Linked DNA regions of Macaca mulatta: region 2 is linked to region 1. Evidence: chromatin contacts called from public Hi-C data. All regions are on one chromosome and are shown on one strand. Each heading gives the region's core, a stretch centred on a gene start, on an enhancer-like site or on the middle of the called end of the contact. The rest is flanking DNA. Distances are from core to core; before and after follow the strand shown. Region 1 overlaps HIPK2 (homeodomain interacting protein kinase 2). Region 2 overlaps HIPK2 (homeodomain interacting protein kinase 2).

Evidence for each region. Hi-C and Micro-C count contacts between places; a contact is called where the count stands out from the background.
Region 2: a Hi-C map of blood shows a contact between it and region 1, with 4 times the contacts expected there. The contact joins two enhancer-like sites. A contact is called at or near these places in 2 of 14 Hi-C or Micro-C datasets (blood and liver).

The regions. Positions count from the first base shown.
Region 1 is chr3:179,483,066-179,489,012 of T2T-MMU8v2.0, forward strand. All of the region lies in intron 2 of HIPK2 (homeodomain interacting protein kinase 2), which reads right to left. Among named protein-coding and RNA genes, the nearest start is that of HIPK2, 130 kb to the right of the region's middle. Within about 2 kb of position 1,801, at least 11 of the 40 cell types and tissues checked have an H3K27ac peak or open chromatin away from gene starts, as enhancers often do. A contact at or near this core is called in blood, where this site is marked.
Region 2 is chr3:179,567,062-179,573,289 of T2T-MMU8v2.0, forward strand. All of the region lies in intron 1 of HIPK2 (homeodomain interacting protein kinase 2), which reads right to left. Among named protein-coding and RNA genes, the nearest start is that of HIPK2, 44 kb to the right of the region's middle. Within about 2 kb of position 1,545, at least 15 of the 40 cell types and tissues checked have an H3K27ac peak or open chromatin away from gene starts, as enhancers often do. A contact at or near this core is called in blood, where this site is marked.

The DNA of each region.
Region 1 (5,947 bases), core at 551-3,050:
TAAAAAAAATCCATAAGCAATTAAACCCATAAAAAACCCTGTAAGATGTTTGAAAGAATGACAGTGATCATTGGTATGAACAGCTTAGTTTCTTTTTTTGCTAAAGAAGAAAAGTTTTGTGGCATCACTGGAAGTCAGTGAGCGCCTGCCTGGCAGGCCTGTCTCTGTAGTGTCAGCTGTGTAAGTAGGTCTTTGTATGGTTGTATTTAGGCTTGTCCCGGATTCCCCCAAGAGATCAAAAGTTCCTTGAGGAGACAGAACCTACATTTGCTTCCCAGGGAAGTGCTCAGCTGCCACACAGCTCAGGGTGGTGATGCACACAGCAGGGGTTCAATCGACATTAACCCACTAAATGGAGCTAACCAGATTCCACCCCCAGTCTGAAAGGCTCTGACACAGAACTGTCTAGTTCCTTTTCATTTGGCCTCAAAAAGGGTACATTTTTCAAAAACAAAACAACCCCACATACCCCAAAGATTCAAACTGAGATTCAGTTTTGAGGCTGAGTGAACAATTCTGCCTAACTCTTTAGTAATTCTTGCTTGTGTGAAAATCAAACGGAAGCCTTCCCTCTTCCCTCTTCTGGGTTTCCCTGACTGTAGAGAGGTTGATAGACTTCACATGATCACAGAACCCAAAGTTACAGGCCATCACTAGGGAGTCACAGTTCAGACCAGGAAATCAATAGCGGCAGAGAGAAGTGTGGAGGGAAACGATGTCGCAGCTTTCGGGTTGCACAGTGGAAAGGCTGATGAAGGGAATACGGCACACAGTCCCCAGCCTTATTACTTTTCCCCCTGGGAGTCCATCAATAGCTTAAATATTAGTGAGCATCGTTCCTGCTTGTACCTTCACGTCTGGTTAAAATGACTTTATTCTGCAAGCCAGGGCTTAGGTTCCATCATCTTTCCTACCGAGCAACGCCCCCCACACTTCTATCAGCCCCATCTGCATCCTTATGGAGGATGGCTCTCGGGACTGTCTTGCTTGGCAGTGGAGGGCGGAGCAGAGGGAGGGAAAGGGTGCTGTGGGGTTTTTTTCCTTTCCCCAAATGTATTGTGTTCAGTGTGGACAAATATTTGTGTAGTCTGTATTTACCATTAATACTAGGATAAAGTCATTGGTGATTCGATTTTTCTATGGAAAGCAGCAAAGCATGGGGCGGGAAACAAAACCCCAAACGGAAGAACAGAAACTCTAAAAGCTGGCGTCTGAAGGTATTATTCAAAAACAAGATGGGAAAAGGCAGCACTGTATTTCCTCTGTTCTTCTAAGGGGAAGTTCAGAAAAAGGTCAGAAAGAGAACAATGCAGGCCATCTATCATAGCAGCCTCTAACCTAGAGGTGACTTGTCCACTGCAGCCTCATTTCTCAGTTCTGTAATTACCACCCCTCCCACAGACTGCACGTCACCGCGGCCTATGAATTATGCATTTCATTTCCACCTCCCCACACCCCGACTCAGTGACCACTGCCGCGGCGGGCAGCTGCGGGGGGCGGGCCAATGCAGCACCCCTTCCCCCAGGTACACGTGCAAATGTTACAGGGCCCCAGAGCCCCGGCGCACAGCCGTGGATGCTGCCCGTGCTGACCTTCAGTTCCCAGCCTAAGGTTTTGTTTATTGAGCAAATAAGACTCGTTACCAGTAAGCATTTTCCTAGGGGAAAACACACTGGGCACCTTTCCTTCCCCTTCACGTTTTTATTCAGGCGAAATCTGGTTAAAATGAATATTAAGGGTGGTCTTGAAGGAGGCAAAGGTGACGTAGAGCCCGAGGGTATGCGTGTGTGTGTGTGTGTCTCCTACTGTTTGAGTTGGGAGGTGGGTTGGAAAGTGGGTCCCAGAAGTGGATACTGCGGCAGGAACAGGAGCAACCCTGCTCCTCCCTGTCTGTGCCTCTGATTAACTGGTGCCCCTCTCCTACCAATTCAGAGGGTCCCAGAAAACTTCTGAGGCCACCTGTCTTCACAAGTGCTTCTGGTATACCAAAGCAGGGACTACTCTTTGTTCAGGATGATTTTTCCTTTCAAATCTTTACAAAACATTAGGTTTAGTAGAGAAGTTGGTTAGACTTAGTTGCTCGGGCAACTGAGAGACCTAGGAATACCTAGGAATACCCCTGGAAGCATACAGGGGTAAGCAACAAGCGAAAGGGTTCCCTTGAGAAGCAAGAGTTCTTCTGTTTGGTACACCTCAGTCTATCGCTTGAAGAGGTGGTATGGGTACGATTTTAAAATATATTTTTAAAAAGTGATTCGAGACACATTCAGGGAAGACAGTTCTAAGATGGGATATAAAAAATACGGTATTTAGGCCAGGCATGGTGGCTCACACCTGTAATCCCAGCACTTTGGGAGGCCAAGGTGGGTGGATCACCTGAAGTCAGGAGATCGAGACCAGCCTGGCCAACATGGTGAAACCCCATCTCTACTAAAAATACAAAAATTAGCTGGGTGTGGTGGCATGCACCTGTAATCCCAGCTACTTAGGAAGCTGAGGCAAGAGAATCGCTTGAACCCAGGAGGCGGAGATTGCAGTGAGCCAAGATCGCGCCATTGCACTCCAGCCTGGGCGACAGAGTGAGACTCCATCTCAAAAAAAAAAAAAAAAAAAAGGATATTTAATTTCTGAAGCTGATCTTAGGAACACAATAGTAAGTGGGCTAAATATTAGGTGCAAATCACTATGATATATATTTTATTCCCTTGGGTTTTTTTTTTTTTTTTTAAAACTATTCTCAGGGTTGGACCATTTGGTTATAAGGGACTGACTGAGGGCTATGATTATAGCTGTGACAGCCAGCCCCTAAGATGGCCCCTGAGGACCCAGTCCTCCTAGAAGTCAACACCCTGGTGTGGTCCCCTTTCACACGGAAAAGGGCAAGCCTGTGTAACCAATAAGACAGTGTAGAAATGACAACGTGTGGCTTCTGCTTTGCTCTGTCTTGAATCACTTACTCCGGAAGAGGACAATCAATGGCCTTGTGGAGAGATCCATGTGGATGGAACCCAGGCCTCTGGCCAACAGCCAGCACTGGCTTGCCAGCCACAACAGTGACCCACCTAGGAAGAGGACCCTCCAGCCCCAGTCACGCCCTTGGGTGACGGCAGCCCAGGCTGAGAGCTCACTGCCACCTCATGACAGAACTTGAGTGGGAAGTGTCCTGTCATGTTGCTCCCAAATTCCTGGAGCATAGCAACTGTGAGATAATGTTTATTGTGTCAGCCATGGAATTTTGAGGTACTTCATTATGCAGTGACAGATATTCATTGGGCATCTCTAAGAGGGGAGGGAGCACGCAGAGAAGCTCTAGACTTGTGCTACCGACAAGCCTTAGGTGAGCACCGCCTGATACCCAACACAGCAATGGGTCCTCCATCCAGCCCCTGCCCTGCCCTGATGGGAACCAACGAAGCACATTCTAAAAAGGTAGGAGGCACAAGAAAAATGAGGCCTGAGGAGGACTTCCAAGCACCCAAATGCAGGCAAGACTGAACGGATGGCATGAAGTTTGCAAACTGCTATCCCACAGGATGAACCTGAGACAGACACTCTTTGGCCTGCATAGATAATAAGTTTTTTCAACTAGCTATTAACATTTAGAACTCAGGTGATATTCCTAAATGTTTGGATTTCCTGCTGAAAATCAAAAGCTCTGACAAGTGACTCTGGGCCACTTGTCAGTTCTTGTCCACAATGACCTGGGGCTGGACAACGCTGCCCTCTGCACGTGTGTGTCACCAGATGCAGGCCTTAACCATGACTAGCTCACTGATCGCCTGCCTAGCCCGGGAGGCACTTGAGTTCGTGACTCTTAGGAGACAGGCGAGCTGGAGGGGGACAAATGAAATACTTATACGGAATTACTGTGTTTCGCTCTCTAGTGGGGGCACTGAGGAGGGGACACAACTTGTTTTCTTTTATTAAACAAACAAAAAAGGGTTAGTAAACAGCTGCCCCAGAAGGAACTTCTTAGAACTTACAAGGAATGTAAAACGATTATTCCACTTTACATTACACAGTGTGAACTGTAATAGGAGAGATCCGATGTTAAGTTTCTGCAACGTTTGTTTATGAAGGGCTTCGTTATATAAGACCTCCGTGGAGAGGAAGTGCAATGCTGGAGTCTTGCTTTGCCGATCTGGCTTTCTACTCTAACAATTATTTACAATAACATTAGAGAGGAAGGCTCTGGCGCCATAACTCAGTGAATATCTGCCGGATTCTTCCCTCCTACAAGATACAATAATATACCCTTTATTGGCCTTCTCCCAATTCTCCATTTGAAACAGGATCATAATCAGTTTTCAGAGTGGCTTACTCAGGAATTAAGTAGCCAAGCACGGGATCACTGTTTCTTGAACAATTCTATAGTCCTTTGCATATTTTTGGAAAAGGAATGTGATGTCAATAGCCTCATGCTCTTGAGAATATCCTTCCCAGGTGGGCAAGTGCTGGGTTGGGGGAGAACGGGGCCTTGTGTTTGCATAAGATGCTGCTCAAGAGTGGCTTTATATAAGACAGCAGGAGGAAGGCATTCCACCTGCTTCCCCCTTCCCCTGAGCTTGCAGAACATGATTGGATTATTGAGTGATTATGTAGTAAGTTCAATCACCGATATTTATTGAGCTCCCAGCATGTTCAAGACTCTGCTAGAAGGTGATACAAAGTCATGGTTTCTGTTCTCAAGAAGCTTATCATCTCATGTACATGTATAGAAAAAGGAATATGGACAGAAATCATGAATGTCAGATGCCAGCTACGATTAGAGGGAGCAATCTCTCTCATTCAATAAACATTTATTGAGCATCCATTAGGTGCTGGGCACTAAGTATTTGGCAGTGAACAAAAAAAGACAGTCTCTGCTCTCATGGAACTTGAACTCTAGTAGACCTCAGTGGACTCCACTCCAGGCTGGGAAGAACAGGAGAGAATTCAAGGAGGCAGAATTTAACTAGAATCGTTAGGGACCACTGACTTCAGAGTTGAGAGAAGGGAGAGGGCACTGCAGGTAAGAAAACATCATTAACGAAGGTACAGAGGCAGGAAAACAAAGAAGACTGTTCAGGGCTGGGCACGGTGGCTCATGCCTGTAATCCCAGCACTTTGGGAGGCCGAGGTGGGTGGATCACTTGAGGTCAGGAGTTCGAGACCAGCCTGGCCAACATGGTGAAAGACCGCCTCTACTAAAAATACAAAAATTAGATAGGCATGGTAGTGTGGGCCTGTAATCCCAGCTACTCAGGAGGCTGAGGCATGAGAATGGCTTTCACCTGGGAGGCAGAGGTTGCAGTGAGCCGGGATCACGCCACTGCACTGCAGCCTGGGTGACAGAGCAAGACTCTGTCTCAAAAAAAAAAAAGACTGTTCAGGAGAACAAGGAAGTGACACAAGGGCTAGGGCAGCAGGACCAAGGGGCAAGTGGCACCAGGGCAGAAACAGCGTCACTGTCATCCTTGATAATAACTCTGGACCTCCTATGCCACGGTGCTGAGGCAGGACAACAGCTGCTCTTTGATTTCTTCAGAGAGCAACTACAGACAAAGGGACATTTGTCTCTAAACATGAGTAACTGGAAAATGCAGTGCTGAGGACTATCAAGTGTTACAGAATGGGTGGTGGATTTAGAGATCTTATGGGGCAAATCACACCTCCCACACCGCCACCTCGTATGGTGAAAGTCTGACCCATGGACCTCTGGAAGGAGGCCTCTGCCTCCTGTTAGAGACAGGCCATTGAGAGGCACAGGTGATAAGCGAGCAAAGGAAATCAGCTTCCACTGCTTCAAGCACAGTCTGAGATTAGTTGACCCGGTGTGATGAAAATCGCCAAGTTTTATGTTGCATTAGTGAAGCTTTTCCACTTGTACAATGTTTTTTTCTTTCCAAAGGTAGGGGGAACAAAACATGCTCCTCTGGCCTCCTCGAGACGGTTTTGTTTTTTTTTT
Region 2 (6,228 bases), core at 295-2,794, 84 kb after region 1:
TTTTTTTTGGAGACAGAGTCTTGCTCTGTCACCTAAGCTGCAGTGCAGTGGTGAGATCTCAGCTCACTGCAACCTCCACCTCCCAGGTTCAAGTGATTCTCCTGCCTCAGCCTCCTGAGGAGTGGGGATTACAGGCATGCGCCACCATGCCCGGCTAATTTTTGTATTTTTAGTAGAGATGGGGTTTCACTATGTTAGCCAGGCTGGTCTCGAACACCTGACCTCTGGTGATCCACCCACTTCAGCTTCCCAAAGTGCTAGGATTACAGGCGTGAGCCATCGCACCTGGCCCTAATTTTCATTTCTACTAAAAACTGTGTAGATTCTATTACTATGTGTCCCCCAACCAAATGATATGTTAAGTCCTCACCCCTAGTACCTGTGAATGTGATCTTTTTTGGAAATTGGGTCTTTTCAGAGGTAATCAAATTATAATAAAGTCATTAAGGTGAGCCCTAATCCCATATGACTGGTGTACTTATAAGAGGAGACACAGGCATATACACAGAATGGGGGCCACACAGCGACAGAGGCAGAGACTGCAGCAATGCAGCTGTAAGCCAAGGGATGCTCGGCATTGTTGGGAGCCATGAGAAGCCGGGAGAAGGCAAGGAGGGGATTTGTCTGGAGTCTCCGAGGGAACGTGACCCTGCCAACTCCTCCTCCAAAACTGTGAGAGAAGATATTTCTGTTGTTTTAAGCCACCTAGTAACAGTTTGTGTTAGTTTGTTACAGTCACCCTATGAAACGAGTACCCTCTGCAAAATAACTCAGGATGTATTTCGTTGAAAAGGCACATCTGTACTCAAGCTATGATAAAGTATTTTTAACAATCGCAAAGTGGCGCTGGCCAAATGGCAGGTTGCCCTCTCAGCCTCCCAGCCTGTGTCTGTGGCCTCTTGGTTGAAAAGCAACAGAAGCATCTACAGCTTTACTCCCACGTTTTAGTCTTAATTCCTGCCAGGGTACTATACACCTCCTCTTCTTATGCAAATATATTTGTTCATTGTGATTGAAGTTTGACTTCAAAACAACAAAATTTCTAAGGAAGGCATCTAAAGTTTGATCTGTTCTCATCAGCGACGTCCACAGTTAAGAGGCTACAGACGGCACTTCCTCAAACCTGCCTTTTCTAAACCTCAACTTCTTGCTGAGTTATATAAAGAAACCAGGACAAAGGGCCGCCATCTGGGTTCTGCTCTCAGTGCAACACCTGTTTGCACACTCCTTGTACTCATGTTTATGTATTTCTTTGAGCATTTCTCTCATAGGCTGTTCTCTAACTGCAAAGAAAACTTTGTGAAAGATGTTTTGCAGACACAGTGATGCCAGGGATGCGAGACGCAGAAAACCCTTTTCCCTGGGCTCTCTTTAAATACAGGATTCATTTCATCCCCCTCTTAAAGCACAATAATCCATCCTTCTTACTCGATTTAAATAGCAACTGCTATTTACAACCGGAGCTCCATGTTACAACTCTTTTGTTCCTTGGAGAATTGTTTCATTCCCCTCAGTTGCCTTTAACTGACATCTGACTAAACTCAATTAGGGATCACTTTGGGAAAGGCACCACCTCCACAACTCGCAGGGAGAGAGAAGAGCAGGAAGAAATGAAAGGAAGAAAGCTGGAGTGTGGGGAAAGTTGGCAGGGATGCTGAGAGGAAAAGGAAAAAGAAACTACAGATGAGGAAAAGGAAAAAGAAACTACAGATGAGAAAAAGGTGAGAAGAGAGAAGGCAAGTGAAATCATAGTGGGAGCATACTCACAATAATAGAGTAGCATTGTAATGTGCTTTGTAAACTATAAAGCACAATAAAAATGCAATGCACTATTATTTGCAATATTTAAATAGGTGCTTTTGTGTGTGTGTGTGTGTGTGTGTGTGGATATGAAAATCAGCTGGTACAGGGATCCTTTGGCAGGGCAACCAGTGGCCCATTCTAAGCTGTGCAAATTAAAGTGGGTTCTTTGGTCTGTTGCAAGGACATTTTTCTACTGTGAGTCACTGTCATCAAGCCAGTCCTAGCGTTATTACCCAACAACTCCATGGCACTGAGCCACTTACACCCAGTGCTGGGAGGAGGTGCCCACTCAGATAATACTGGTTCTTGCAGTGGGGCGCCTTCCTCCTGGCGTACATCTAAGACGTCTGATAGCTCTCCTATATCTTGCTTTAAAACAGAAAGGATGGCATTTGGTGATGTAGGCCGTCCCTCTCTTCCTAGGGGTCTGTACTCCAAGAGCTCATTTTCAGATTGTTTCTGCATTCTCAACAACTAGGTCAGATGCCAGTGCTGCCCTTTCTAAATGTGTGATCTCAGCAAGTTAGTTAACCCCTTTCTGCCTCTATCCCCTCATCTTTAAAGTGGAGACAGTAATATTTCATAGGGTCCTTCTGAGGAGTAAATGAACATACATATATAACATATATTATATATAATATATGACATATATAACATGCATAATATATATAACATATTTTATATGTGTATATATATGCACACATATATACATACATATATTTTACATATACACATACATATATATTTTATATATATATATAAAAAAAATAGTGAGTCCCTGATATGGTTTGGATCAGCGTCCCCACCCAAATCTTGAATGGCAATCCCCAGTATTGGAGGTGGGGCCTGGTGGGAGGTGACTGGATCATGGGGGTTGCTTCTCAAGAATGGTTTAGCACCATACATCTTGGTACTGTCCTTGCAATAGGACTGAGTTCTCTTGCGAGATCTGTTGGTTTAGAAGTGTGTGGCACCTCCACCCTTGCTCTCTCTTGCTCCTGCTCTGGCCATGTGAAAGGCTGGCTCCTCCTTCATCTTCCCCCATGACTGTAAGTTTCCTGAGGCCACCCCAGAAACTGAGCAGATGCCAGCATCATGCTTCCTGTACAGCCGGCAGAAGCAGAAGCCAATTAAACCTCTTTTCTTTATAAATTACCCAGATTCAGGTATTTCTTTATAGCAATACAAGAACAGACTAATACAGTCCTAAACAAGCATTTAGTGAAAACTGAGGGGAGGGTGGTCAGCTAGCTCCCTGAGGCCGAGCTAACACAGAATAGAATTTACTTTCAAAGCTTCTGCATCTCTTTTCCATGTAACATTTTAACCAAAAGCACTATCCTTGGTCATAACTGAGACCCAGTTTCTATGTACAATATGCTTATTGCAGATTTGTATCTACTGTATAAACAATGACCTCAACTTTTTTGATTAAGCACTTAATCAGGAAGAAAAAGGACACTCCTGATATACGTGATTTTTATACTTAAAAATAATCTATGTTTTACTTTCTAATACAGTATCATTAACCAAAAACACAAATATAGAAAAATTTAAAGGATAAAGTGGGATAAAGTATACATATTCAAATTTTCGTCTGTATCCTAATACACTGTCTTACACCCTTGACTTTGAAAAGCTGTGCTGTAATTCAGGTAAGCTAAGCCATGTAACTTAGAATTAGCCTGAGCCAAATGATCCATCTTGGACAAAAAAAAGTACGTGAGAAGTAGCATTCCCAGGCAAAAGCCTTTCCGGCCAGTGTGTGACTCCTCTTTCCCTGATATTACGGTAACCAACCATGGTCCGGGGAGGAGTAGCTCCTTCGCCTGGTTAGTGGAAGAGGGTAACAAAGAGCAGAGACCCCAGCTGACCCAAGATGTGGCGCAAGTGTGAAACAAACCTCTGTTGTTTGTTACTGCTGTATAACTTAGTCTATCCTAACCAGTGCTGGAATATTCCTTAATGCTGCCATCCCTAATGAGTCACAATTAACGTGGTTCAGTGTAATGCTATTGTGATGCTCAACTAGCAAAACCAGAGCACACGTTTTTAAAGACAACTTTAAAATTCCGAAATAGTTCAGTCCCTTTCTTCCATATTTTAGCATCACTTCTGTGCCCCATGAGAATGCTTCAGAAGATCAATGTGTCAAATGCTGAAACAACTCTCATCATCACCAGTGTTAGTGATTTCAAGTGTGCGCGCACGAATCCCCCACCCAATAACTTTTCTGAACAAGGGGAAGGCACGGGATCTTCAGTGACAAATGTTCTGGTTTGGTTTGCAAACTTTGACGCAAGTCACTCTCTGGTGACTAAAATGGGAAGATGCCCTTCACACTGACAACAGGAGTCCGACACTGCTGCATACAGGCCTAAGTGCCCCCATGGGAGAATCAGCTTTTACCCTGGGCTGATGTTTTCTCTGGGAAAAATGGACTTTCCGCACCCTGCCCCCAAATGCATTCTCATACTCCATGACACCACGGTTGTGTTCTTGGTAAAGAATATTTAAGTTCTGACATCATAATAACCATGGGTATTACTCATGGTAAGCTCACAAGGCTGGGAAGGCACATTCTGTACTCTCTTTATCACTGAAGTCAGCAATGGTTTTAAAAATAGCATGGCTCACACACCCAGGGGACCACTGATTCACTAATGGCCAAATACACACTATTGTGGACTCCTAACTCGTATGGTGTTTAGATTGTGATTTCTAGAATCAAGGCACACATTTATCATTTCCCTCATAGGAGTGTTATGCTGTACTAATTTATAAATAGAGATCTGCAGACCCTAAAAGAAGGAACCCTCAAAAATTACAAAACCAGGATTTGACAAGCCATCTGATTTGTTACTTCAAAATGATGTAAAATTTAATTAATGAGAGTATCTACCAACTTGGCATAACTACAATATGTCACACCTAAATAAAGAGAGATGATGTTACAAAGGTAATTGACACTAATCTTAGTGAAGTCTAGAAGTAAGTTATAGGTTTTTCACTGTTGAGGGGGGAAGGGAATATTTGATTCTAGATGTCTCACGCAGGTTCTTTTAAGAGAAGTATACCATGAGCAGAGAATGTTTTCATGATTTATAAATACATTTAGAAGTACACGACCACTTAAGCCTTTTGCTTAAATTCTGTGCTAAATCAGCAACTTTCTCATCTCTTACTGGGATTCCAGAGAGGACCTTCTGACCAAGGAGAAAACACCTAGATATGTAGGCCTAGCTTCTCTGGATGCTAGGATTCTCTCTCTTTAAATTATTCAGATTGATCCATCAGCCTTTTATAGAATTAGTTAGTATGAACCAGTCTTTTAGAACCCAATAATCCTTAAATTTATGGAGTCAAATTTCCAAATCTGCTAAGCTGAGGACTCTAGAGGCCAGAGTGAGCAGCATCCAGGAATATCTGCTGAGCACCTACGACGTCCAAGCACCACCCCAAGAGTGGTAGGTGACCACTGGCATTGTGAAAGAAAGGGTTACCCGCTTTTCAGGAGGTCAACATGACAAGATGCAGCAAGGGGAGAAGAGATAACTGACCACAGAAGGAAGTCACAACTGTCGCCCATTGAATGGTGCAGGCTTCAGAGAATGGAAGGAGTGCTTTCAGAGTCAGCGCCAGCTTTACACACGAGAGTGCACCCCAAGGGGAAGCCAGGGGTGAGCTGAAACACAGAGGCCAGCAAGCACTGGGTTCCAAGGACAGATGAGACCCATTTTTATTTAAGATTCATAAGCCATCCACTGCCTACAGGACCTGGGATAGTGTGCAGATACAATACAAAGCACAATATGAAAATAAGATAAAACAGGACCAAACCCCTCTAAGGGAACATCAGGAAGAATAAAACCATGCCTGTGGTTGAGAGCTCTTGTAGCGAGTGACAAAAGGGTCTGGAAAGGCTGGAGTCAGCATGGCAGGTCTTTGGTGCCTACTTTCGATTTTGTTCTGTTGAGGAGTCACAGGAGGTGGCTGAGAGAGGAGGGAGGAATGGTACCACTTCTGAATGGGAAATGAATGCATGTGGCCAGGGGCTCTGGCACCCACCACGGAGGAGCATCTGAGAGGTGATGGAAACCCGCAGGGAAGGTGCGGACAAGAGACTCGAGGGATGACCCAAAGACCTTGGCACTGACAGATGGGAAAAGAACCATGATAATGTGGAAGCTGCAGGATCAGGTGACAGGAGAATGAAGGGAAGGCTGGTCCCCTTTGGCGCCCTTGCTGACTTCAAGTGGCAGAGGAAGGCATGCCCTGGTAGGCGGAGGGGCCAATGCCCTGAAGAAGCATTCACCGGGGCACTGCAACTCTATTTCCAGAAGGGGCCCACACACACCAGTGTCAGGGCGGCCAAGGTGCTTCCCTGAGGGAACTCCCACAGCAGGAAGCAGAGAGCACACACTC